3 separate regions of the Zea mays genome follow, and regions 1 and 3 are each linked to region 2. A link is a contact called in public Hi-C data. All regions are on one chromosome and are shown on one strand. The core of a region is the stretch at or near the end of the contact, and the rest is flanking DNA. Distances in the headings are between cores, read along the strand shown.

Evidence for each region. A called contact is a pair of places that touch in the nucleus more often than the background predicts.
Region 1: a contact with region 2 is called in a Hi-C map of leaf, with 7 times the contacts expected there. The contact joins the enhancer-like site here to the promoter of LOC100303864 in region 2. A contact is called at or near these places in 2 of 25 Hi-C or Micro-C datasets (endosperm and leaf).
Region 3: a contact with region 2 is called in a Hi-C map of leaf, with 4 times the contacts expected there. The contact joins the promoter of LOC100281657 here to the promoter of LOC100303864 in region 2. A contact is called at or near these places in 4 of 25 Hi-C or Micro-C datasets (ear, endosperm and leaf).

The regions. Positions count from the first base shown.
Region 1 is chr5:189,312,400-189,315,795 of Zm-B73-REFERENCE-NAM-5.0, forward strand. No RefSeq gene overlaps it. Among protein-coding and RNA genes, the nearest start is that of LOC111589351, 11 kb to the right of the region's middle. Within about 2 kb of position 1,667, at least 17 of the 20 cell types and tissues checked have an H3K27ac peak or open chromatin away from gene starts, as enhancers often do. A contact at or near this core is called in endosperm and leaf, where this site is marked.
Region 2 is chr5:189,088,514-189,091,995 of Zm-B73-REFERENCE-NAM-5.0, forward strand. It overlaps LOC100303864 (Grx_C2.1 - glutaredoxin subgroup I), which reads left to right and starts at 1,424. Exons shown (of 4, transcript NM_001165476.2): 1 at 1,424-1,586; 2 at 3,443-3,482. The coding sequence starts at 1,483. It overlaps LOC111589368 (small nucleolar RNA SNORD25), which reads left to right and starts at 336; the gene lies at 336-421. LOC111589475 (small nucleolar RNA snoR136) reads left to right here and starts at 509; the gene lies at 509-647.
Region 3 is chr5:189,270,959-189,274,509 of Zm-B73-REFERENCE-NAM-5.0, forward strand. LOC100281657 (protein binding protein) reads right to left here and starts at 1,522. Exons shown (of 2, transcript NM_001154576.1): 1 at 1,174-1,522. The coding sequence starts at 1,398.

The DNA of each region.
Region 1 (3,396 bases), core at 417-2,916, 220 kb after region 2:
AGCGCTGACCACATCGTGTTCGAAGCACACATGCAAGCAGCATGCCTCGTGCCATGATTCGGTCCAAAGTGCCGAACTTTTCGGCCAACATTTACTCCCATGTCTCCGATAGGTAGGTATCTCTGCAACTGCCAACCGTGAACTGTGTACCAAACCCAACCCAGAATGCATATACGTTGGTACATCACAATCCGTGGAGGAACTGAATCGAGAACCATTTGTGACAATGAGCGTGGTGGGACGGTCCGGCCACCCGTAGGCGTAGAGAGTCACGAGTAGATCGAATCAGGCCGTTAAAATTTCTATTTTCTCACGTGTTTATCCTTCTAATCTCGCAGGAAGTTGTTAGAGAACGTATAGGAACGGATCTAGACCCCTATATATTTGAAGAGGTACGGTTGAAGGACCAACAATAGATGAATCAATCAAATTACCTTCTGTTATTTACATTTTGCCCTAGGAGTAGACAATAATTTAGATTTCTCTCTCTAAACTTCACATCTCCATCATTTAGAGGCATCTTGAGTGATCCGCCGATCCTAAGGCACGCCCTAGAAACCCTCCTCCCCGACAGGGTCCCTCCTATGAGCGAGATTCAGGCGTGTCAGCAAACTCCGCCGCTCATGCTCATGCGCATGCGCGGACCGTTCGAACACCAAACGTGAACCATTCGACTCGTCAGACAGGACCCGTAGCCTCTACGTCAGGTCATAGACCGTCCAGCCCCTGATCGTGGACCATCCGCACCTCCACAGAAGGCACCGACGATAATTCTCATTGTAGTGATTGGCGCCCGGATCTGCAACAACAGACTGCTTTACATCGTTGTACATCCACCGTGTGCTAGATGCTAGATAGTAGTTGTACCAATTAAAAACTCGGTCCACTAATGGCGTACGTGCATGCATGGAAGAAACCACAGTGTCGTCCCGGCCGGTCGTCTGATGGCATCGAAATTGTTCTCCCGTTGCCGGGCGCGAAGATAGGCGGTCACATCTGGACTGGATGGACGTGCAGGAAGGGGAAGAAAGAAGGCAACAACTCAAGAAGCAAGCAGTGTAGCAACTCTCCGTACATATTAGTATATTGCAGCCGTTCGGTAGCTCTGAACATAAACAATCAAATCGGGTAAAGGGGTGTTGGTACCAACTCGATCCTAAAACTATTGGTGTGAGATCGTACGTGCACATCAAAATCACACGAGGTATCAAAGTACGCGTAGACGTAGGTAAGCGTTGCAATCGATCGATCAGGAATCTGCGCGGTTCAGATGCCGGAGTACCAACCACGTTGACCCGTCGTGATCTATCGTGGGGGGATCAAGGTGGTTAAGGTGAGGCGGAGAACAATATATAGTAGTAGAGATTTGTGGAGGGAAATAAATACTGGCTTGCTCAATAATAATATACGTACACACGTTAGTTAATCTGCATTGATCTTCCAAATATTCCGGGAACCATCCCCGAGACCGAGAGCGATACGGATCCGCTGCCCATATTCCTGTGAGCCGCGAACGATGCAGGCACGAGGAGTCCCCGGCACCAGAATGGCCATTTGCTGCTCATTGTTCTCTAACCTTTTGGCCATCACCGGTGCCACACAATGGCTGTGCGTGTCTGATGGACGCAGAGTGCTTTTGGGGGCATCTGGGCCATATATCGCTGGAGGCTGGAGGAGAGGGACCGATGGAGACGTAGACGCGACGGCACAAAGGGCACCTGACCTGGCACTAGCAGTGCTAGTGGTGAGAATATGGGCCTGTTTTTTTTACACCACTAGAATGGTACGAAATACAGAAGTCTAAAGTAAGGACCGACGCGGAATAATATGGGTCGGACTACCATTATCTGAAGACGGGTCTAGGCCGGGTCTCAAATTTTGGCCTGTCAGGCTCCCGGCACGGACTAGATGGGCCGGGCTTGTACCAGCACAGCCTAATGAAGCCTAAGTTGTTTAGTTTTTTTAATTTAGTAAGCTACCGACTTTATATTGTTGTGATATTTAGAATTTATGTGGTCAAATGATGCTAGGATTGTTTAATATATTTAATTTAGTAAGCTATAAACTTTATGTGGTTGTAGTATTTTGATTTTATGTGGCCAAATATATAGACCAGACTTAGACCAGCAAGTCCCAACAAAGACACGGCGTGGTTTAGAACCAGACTAGTTCACTGTTTTTTATACTTCGAGCTAAGACAACACATGGTCCATTTTTTTAGGATTTCCTGGTGTGAACTTATTTGACACGAAGCACGAATCCCACACTAGCCAGTGCAGTGCGAGGGCATGCATGCGTTCAGTTTGCGGGCTCATTTCTTTGTATGTCATAAAACCTTCTCTCTTTTCTTTTCTTTTTAATTTTTTTGGCTGTCGCATAAAAGAAACACTTGTATAGTAGCCTCTTAAACACAGATAAAACTCAAACAAAAATCTCGTCAAGACTGGCTTCGGGCATGGATTAGTGGGCAGGGGCAGCTATATGTGGTGAGCTAGCCAAGTAGAGCTCGAGTCGACTGTCGGCTGCTGCTTTGTGGTGGCTGCCCAAAAAAGTGGCAAGACCTTTATGTCATGCAGTGGGAGTGGGATCCTTTGGGCCTTTGGGGTAAGTTTACAAAAGTCCGTTAAAAGTTGCATCGATCAGGTAGCTTTATTTGGCAGGGGGCTCTTGTTGGATTGGATGGGGGTCTAACCTTTGGTAATTATTATCGTTGGTCGTCGAATGGGTCGACGTCAAAGTAAGAGCCACAATTATGCGCATGGATGATTAGTATATTAGGTTTGACCCAAGCACAAGGATACCACCGTATACTCCCTCCGGTTTCCTATTAGTTGTCGTTTAGGACAACGACACGGTCTCCAAAATATAACTTTGATCAATGTTTTTTTGTTAAAATACAAATGAACTCTTAATACATTTATATTTTTATAAAAGTACTTTTTATGACAAATTGACGCATATAAATATTAGGTTCCAAAACTAAATAACAAAATAGTTATTTGTAGTCAAAATTTTATAAGTTTGACTCAAACCTTATCCAAAACGACAACTAATAGGAAACCGGAGGGAGTACGTAGTAGTAGACTAGTAGTAGGAACGTTTTCTTATATTTTTGTGTTCATTTCATCTCATTAGCAAGTTGTCTAATTAATGCCACACGTTTCCCACGTGCACCTTCACTTCATTTTGTATCATCCCCAGCGGCCGGCCCGACCGAATCCATTGTATTTCTGTGGTCGAACAGTGGATCCGCGTTGCGCCACTTCTTTGTTCCATTGTCAGTGTTTGGTTTGAAATCAAAGTAGGATCAGGCGGAGATGATACCGTTCTCTCAATTTTTTGATCACGGCACTACCAAAAAATCACTCCGGTATTTACTTCGTCCCCACGTAATTC
Region 2 (3,482 bases), core at 174-2,673:
TCTTTCGATTTTGATCTGATAGTTTGGCGTCGATGTTGTTGTCCACTCTTGCGGTTGGCTTCGTCATCTGGTCGCTGGGATTTTCGGTCTCTGACCGTTTGGTTCCCAGTGGACTCGTTCCCTTGAAGCAAAATCACCTGTTGTAACCTGAGTTCGCTTTCAACCTGTGCCCTCGGAGTTTGCTGGCGCCGCAGGGCACGCCGCGATCCTTACATACATTATCACCATCAAACGAGAACCGCTTCGAATCCTCGATTACGTGCCTCCATTCTTCGGCACTCTAGACTATGATTTTGTTTTGTGTAGGCTAGAATGCAAGTTTTGTGGGTCGTGCTGGCAACGGTGATGAGTCCTACAGACCTGTAATGACTCCTGCGGAGATGATCGCATGGTCTAAGAACATCTAAGGGACTGAGTTGTCTTCTTGTAGTCATCCAGCGCTAGGTTTTTTTAGTTTGCTCTTTTATTTTAGTCAGTGAGTAGTTGCAGAGCCCTGTTATTATGTGAGTAGGCTTCTCTTGACTCCATTGTGCGTATTAGCCTTTATGGTTTGTGGGCAGCGTCTAAATGGGAAGCATAAACGATTGTTCCTCTCGCTATCCGGCGCGGAGTTTTTTGATGCGATTGGACGTCGAGGAACGACACTTTGTATTTTTTTCATGCTGTATATCAGATTGTTGAAACTTTTCACCGAGGAGCTTCGATGCTAGCAAAACGGCAAATTGCTTTTTGTTACTATTATTTGCACAGACCAAACACCGAACCGAGCAGACCTATTATGCATGATGGTCCCCACTCATGAAATGAATTGGTTCTCCCTCTGTTTGTTTAGTTAAAAAAATATATTATTGAACGATAAAAATTCGAGAACAGTATATATTTATAATTGCACAATTCTTCTGATAAATTATTGGACACTGATCAAACTTTCCTTGATGGCCGCATATATATCTTTCGGTCCAATGAGTGGTCCATGAGCTTTTACTTACACTAACAAATAACAGAGAATTTCACGGCGTTGCCAATTTTTTAGTAACGAATCAATCATGTTTAAAATCATATACACTCGCGGAATTTAGAGGTTCCTCACCAACAAAATGCCGTACGCTTGTGCCCTGCGTAAGTGGGTTCACGCATGACGTAATTCGCATCTGCCACTGGCGTCGGCTAAAGTCGTGGATCTAGAATGGTCTATGCAGTTGCGACGGAACGGATGGAGGAAAAAATGAACCACGATTTCTCTTCAGTTCTTTCCTTGCGTGCACGGCTGCTCGTCAATTCGGCTGCCGAAATTATCCCGTTGCCTTCTGGTTCCCACGACAAAAGCGGCATTACCCCGGTCGCTTTATAAATTGGACTTTCTTACTTTCGGCACGGCCACCGGACAGCTCCCCACAAAACCGTCAGTTCTCTTTTCCCCTGTAAATCGCAAATTCGTCTTCCCTGCCCATCTATCGCTTGGACACCTCTGCAAGGGAGCACATGGCTCTCGAGAAGGCCAAGGAGATCATCGCGTCCTCCCCGGTCGACCTAGCTCTCCGAAAGGCCAAGGAGACCGTCGCCTCCCACCCCGTCGTCGTCTTCAGGTTCTGCTCGTCAAATCTATTTGTTTCCAAGTACCGCACTTGCAAAAGCAGGTCAAGCTTCGAATTGGGCCATCTGCTACATAGTAGACGATGATACATGAGCTATCCGGTAGCAGGTTCCTTTTCTCCCTTCCAAATTCGCAGCTGGCTGGACAGAAGGAACTTTGTTTTGGGCGGATAAGGAAATCGGTTGCCTCAACTTTGTGCCGGAGACTGAATATAGTACTTTTGCAGTAATTATATATTTGGTACTGCCCCTTATAATTACATGTTTCCTCGTTTGGACTGTTCTTGAAGGGAATCCTATAGTTGCTGGAAACGTATTCTCTCGCCGAGCCTCCTTACGGATGCACCGGATTTAGGGACTATCTAGATGTATATCTAAGGACCAAAAATTGACACATATTTTATGCCACACTTTTAGCAGCCATTGACAAGTATATATATGTAGTAGTAGAAAAATCTTACCATAATTATGGCCGATCAAATCTGTCTAACCCCTTGAACGTGGTAAACCGTTGCAAGTAAAGCAGCGAACCAAACAACTGTACTCATATAAGCATGGAGGTTATGTGAGCATGCAATATGTTACGAAAGGGGCTCTATCGTAATGATCAAGGCTTCCGAGTAGAACATCTAGGTTCCATTCCCCTCTGGTATGAAATATGAGCCAAAGTGTAGTGCTCAGTGCAGTTACAGGTGTTGGCTATTTGTGCTAGCTTGTTGCCCACCCATTCTTGGTCTCTCATTTCTTTTATAGACCAAGGAGAAGGGAGGCCATGATATACAAATCTAGGGTCGGACCAAACTGGGGATGCCCTGCCTTGTCGCATTGTTTGTTGTTCTCCAGCATACTTGCTAGCCAAAGGACCTCTTTGGTTGTCATTGTCTCCTGTCTCGTTATAGTAGCCATGGCATAGCCATGCATGCCATGCTGATGTGCCTTGTCCTGTTTTGCAGCGTGTTCATGTTCATCCTCCAACATATGGAGTGGTTGAACCATGGTTAGATTTTGTACAGGTGAGCACGCCTGTTCGTACCTTTTCTGGAATGTTCATTGAGACTTAGTGTTAGAGCCAATATGCTGGCGTACCAGCTCTCGTGATATCATTTGAACCACATAGTTGTGCCAAAGTCTACTTGTTATTAGTACAACCTCGTGAATTTTGATCTCGAGGGGATAGGTGCAACCCCGACCCCTAGATCTGGTGAGGTGGACTTACCGGTCGTGGTTTTGTACTGCGACTCCTCAGTCAGAGGTCGGACGAGATGGAGACCAAGGGTCAGGCGGTTGGGCGTCCTTCTCTTGGTCCCTTGGGGCCTTGGGTCATCCAAGGCGGAAACACGAGATGGGATGACATGTTATTCTAGGTCCATGATAACTTGACCCTAACAACAGTAGACTCAAAATTTGTAGACTGAGAATAGCCTTGATGAATTATTAATGTATTATCACTGCAGATTCATTATGATGAATTGAAGTGCTAGAGATGCTCATGAGTGTGAAATCAATGTACAATTTTTGTCGTATGATTACATTAATAGAAATGATAATTACCGTTCATTGTTTGTATAAGGATTCCCTTATGTTCTAATCTTATATAATCTTACACTGTACAGAATGAATCGTCCTTTATTCTTGGGAAATTTGGATCCATACCATTAAAAGATCACCACTTTGGATCCATACCATTACTATCTCACTTACATGTGGGTCCACATGAGTCAATGACATGTGGGGTCCATGGTATATATCTAAAGTTTGGATCTTTTAATGGTATAGATCCAATTGTTCCTTTATTCTTTTATTCTTTGTATATAAAATACCTTATGTTGTAGTAATCTCATGAACACAGCAAAACTTACTGTCCTTTCTGCACCCGAGTGAAACAATTG
Region 3 (3,551 bases), core at 272-2,771, 180 kb after region 2:
GGGCCATTCCTAACACGATCGTAACCAAGTCACTGGCATACCCCATTAAACAAAAAAGGTGAAGTTACAAATAAAGGCACCCATGCCTCAACTGAACCACACAAAGATTATATATCACGAAAAAATTAGATTTCCATTAAAGTACTCACGCACTTGCCATGACAACTGTTTAGAGGACTGTACTTTAAAAAACGGACGATTGCAAAATTATTAGTAATTGCTATTCCAATTAATAATGGACAGCAACCCAAGCTGGAACTTAAAACTATATAAAAAAATAAAGGTTAGTAAAGGGTCGAAGATGATACACGTGAACACAATGGTAAGTTGGCAGGTTGGTGGTCAGCAAAGGAGCCAAGTTTCCCTTTCGGGGAGGAGCAAGTTGAGGCAGTAGAAAAAAAAGAAGCTTACGTTAAGCTATGCATATCACACAGGACAAAGCAAGCGGCATTGACCCGTCTCAAAGCGCCTCGAAGGATATCTAGGCAAACTAGCAAACTGACTGCGACATCCCAAAAATCTCTGGAACTGAGATCAGAGAAGAGAAAGAAATAGGAGATTATGTGCATCAGAAGAGAACAAGGTTATATAAGAAAGTAGCATGGATCCGAATATTCACAATAGAAAGTGGCATCATCTTACAAAGATGCATGATGCATCTACTTTGGATGTGTTCTCGTGGGAAAAAAAAATGGGGAAAAGTTAAACCGGGTCTTTGTCATGAACCCATGCTCCCGCGAGCAAACCCGCAGGAACAGTACGAGATAATTTCGACTCGAGGACATAGTAACAAATGCCAGATAATCCAAGCTAGGAGGCGCAGCTTAAGACAAAGGCACGGCGTTAAAAAAATCAGATGCATACAATAAATGCTGGAGGCGAGCAGGAGCATCCAAACCAAGCCGCCCCATCAAATCATCCAAAATTTGCCGACCAGGAGAACACCGCATCTGGAGACAAATGGTTCACAGGCGATGAGGTGAAGCCACATTGCTCCAAACCGCACCCAGCTCCAACTAAAAAACCCCAGGCGGTAGGCAAGCCGGCCTCTCAGCACACCTCCGACATCCACATATAGGCTCCCCCAAGTCGCCAGCGAACCAAGCGCAAACCTTAACTCGGAAATGACGGAATATAGTAGCGCGGGGAAGGGGGGAAGAAAATGGGCCTCACCTTGGAGGACTTGCCTCCGGACTTGGACCTCCGCAGCGCGCCGGTCCCCGGCGCGGCCGGCGTGTTGGGCGCCGATGCGTGCGCCGCCGCTGTAGAGTCGAGGGAGAGCGCATCCGAGGCGCGGCGCTCGCTGGCGCCGTCCTCGCGGTCGCCGGCGACGGCGGGGAGGCGCACACAGAGGCTGGCGCCCAGCGCCCTCTTGGCCTTCCTCCACACCCCCTCCATTGCTCGCCGCTCTCCGGCACCCACGCGGCCGCAGATTCGTGTAATGAATGAGCTCGAACCTTGGATTGTTGGAGGAATGAGAGCAGCAGCACTAGTAGAGGGAGATTGCGAGGAGGATGGGGATGGAGAGGGGGAGAGGAGAAAGCCGGTTTTGAAGGGGGCGCGGAGCCGCCATTGCAGAGCGCTGGCGGCGGTGGGTTGGGCTGGGTTGCGGCGGGGTGCGCCTTTTGGTTTGACCTCTGTGCTGCGGAGAGAGACAGGCTGGGGGGCAAGTGGAGGAGTAGGAGGCGGAGGGGGGGGTTTGACTACTAGCCTAGTGAGAGAAATAAATGAAGGAAATGAAAGGAGAAATGGTAATAACAGTAGGGCTTTGGGAGCAGTGCTGGTTTTTGGTTTTTACGCGGGAGGAAATGGTTTTGGTCACCGGTTGGTGGCGGCCTACTTCTTCCGGTCATAACTCATCAATGCAACGAATTGGCAAGTGCCAACTGGTCCATCCACAGTTCCTCACCCACTCAAAATGTTGCCAAGGGCCAAGGTCAAGAAAGTAAGCAACCGAAGCCTCTAATCGAGGTCATTTGTTTTTCGTGTTTTGTCATGTGTGGCAGGATGATTCTGACCGACGACACGTGTTGCGATAATGACTTCAAAAGTTTTGTTTAACCAGTAGCTAATCTGTCGCATTATCAACGGTTATGTTTCTCTTATCTACTTTTATCGATTTTTTACAGATAGCTCTGCAAACTCGTGTGGTTCGACAAAAAAATTAATAGGATTCTCTGTTTTGCGCGTCCTAGCAACAACATAGTTAAATGAGTATCGCTAAATGATTGGCAGCTTCCAAAATACTATTATAGCTTGTCGCCTCAACGGTAGTGCAAACCATTTTTCCTCTTAATCCGTAAGTGAGCACCTACTAACTATCATCCTCATACTCGTATAAATTTCACTCCACGAATAGTAGTCTGCAGAAAAGTAAAAAAAAACAGTATTTTAGTTAAACTATGAATAAACTGTTGTACACAATTACCCCAAAAATAAATTGTACTCTTTTCGTCCTAAAATAAAATTAGTTTTACTTTTTTAGTTGATTCATACAATAATTAATGTATTTGTTTTATATATGTGTCTAGATTCATCATCATTTATTTAAATTTGGACAAAAAATTTAAATCTAAAACTACTGATAATATGGACAGAGGGGTACAGAATAACGTGGACATCCAAGGTGATTTCATGTGAGCAATGACATGCGTTTCTCTCTGGCCATAGCATTTCCAGATCTACTTTTAACTTCTACTTCCTACACCCTAAATTATATATTTTAGCATTTCTAGACATAACTATATATCTAGCTATATATAACCTATATCTATATGCATAACTAAAGCTATGAATTTAGAAGAAACAAAATATCTTATAATTAAGAAATAATTTTGAAAATGAGAACAATTTTCTTTTTTCTCAACCAAATGTCATAGTAATGAAACAAAAATAGAAATATATGTTACTAAACTCCGGTCAATCTCCAAAATAACTTTTAATGTTGGGTGCATAATGGGTACCTCTGGAAAATAACAATAGTAGTATGACATAGTTATTTCGTTTTAACTTATAACGGAGCGCAAGGTAAAAATGAGGTATGGCTGTGGAGAACAAAAAAAAGTGAAAGAAATGCTGCACTAGGGAAGTTTTGAACTTAGAATCTATGGCACACACATGTTACACAGTAACCACTACACTACATATCTAATTTAGCTATGTTTGACGCCATAGTACGACATAATGAGTGCTCCGCCACTGCTTATAACCTTCTCCCCTCTCAAAAGTGTTGGAGGAGAAGGGTGGTGTTAAGTTCATTATATTTGAATGTCGTGTCAAGCAAGCATTTGATACATAACCATTCAATTTCATGTAAGGAAAAAATATAACACCACATAAAAGCCATTGTTTGAGCATAAGTAAGCTTTAGGCGATTGATAATCGAACTCAATGATCAAACAATTTGGGATATAAAAACAGAGGGAAGAAACATTTAAGAATAATCTACGGCGTTATTATACCTTTTGAGTCTCTCTAGAGGCAAAGATGTTATAGGTGTGGGTTATAAATGGCCAGTCCCCTGCAACAATAGCACTGTTCACTTGTTTAAT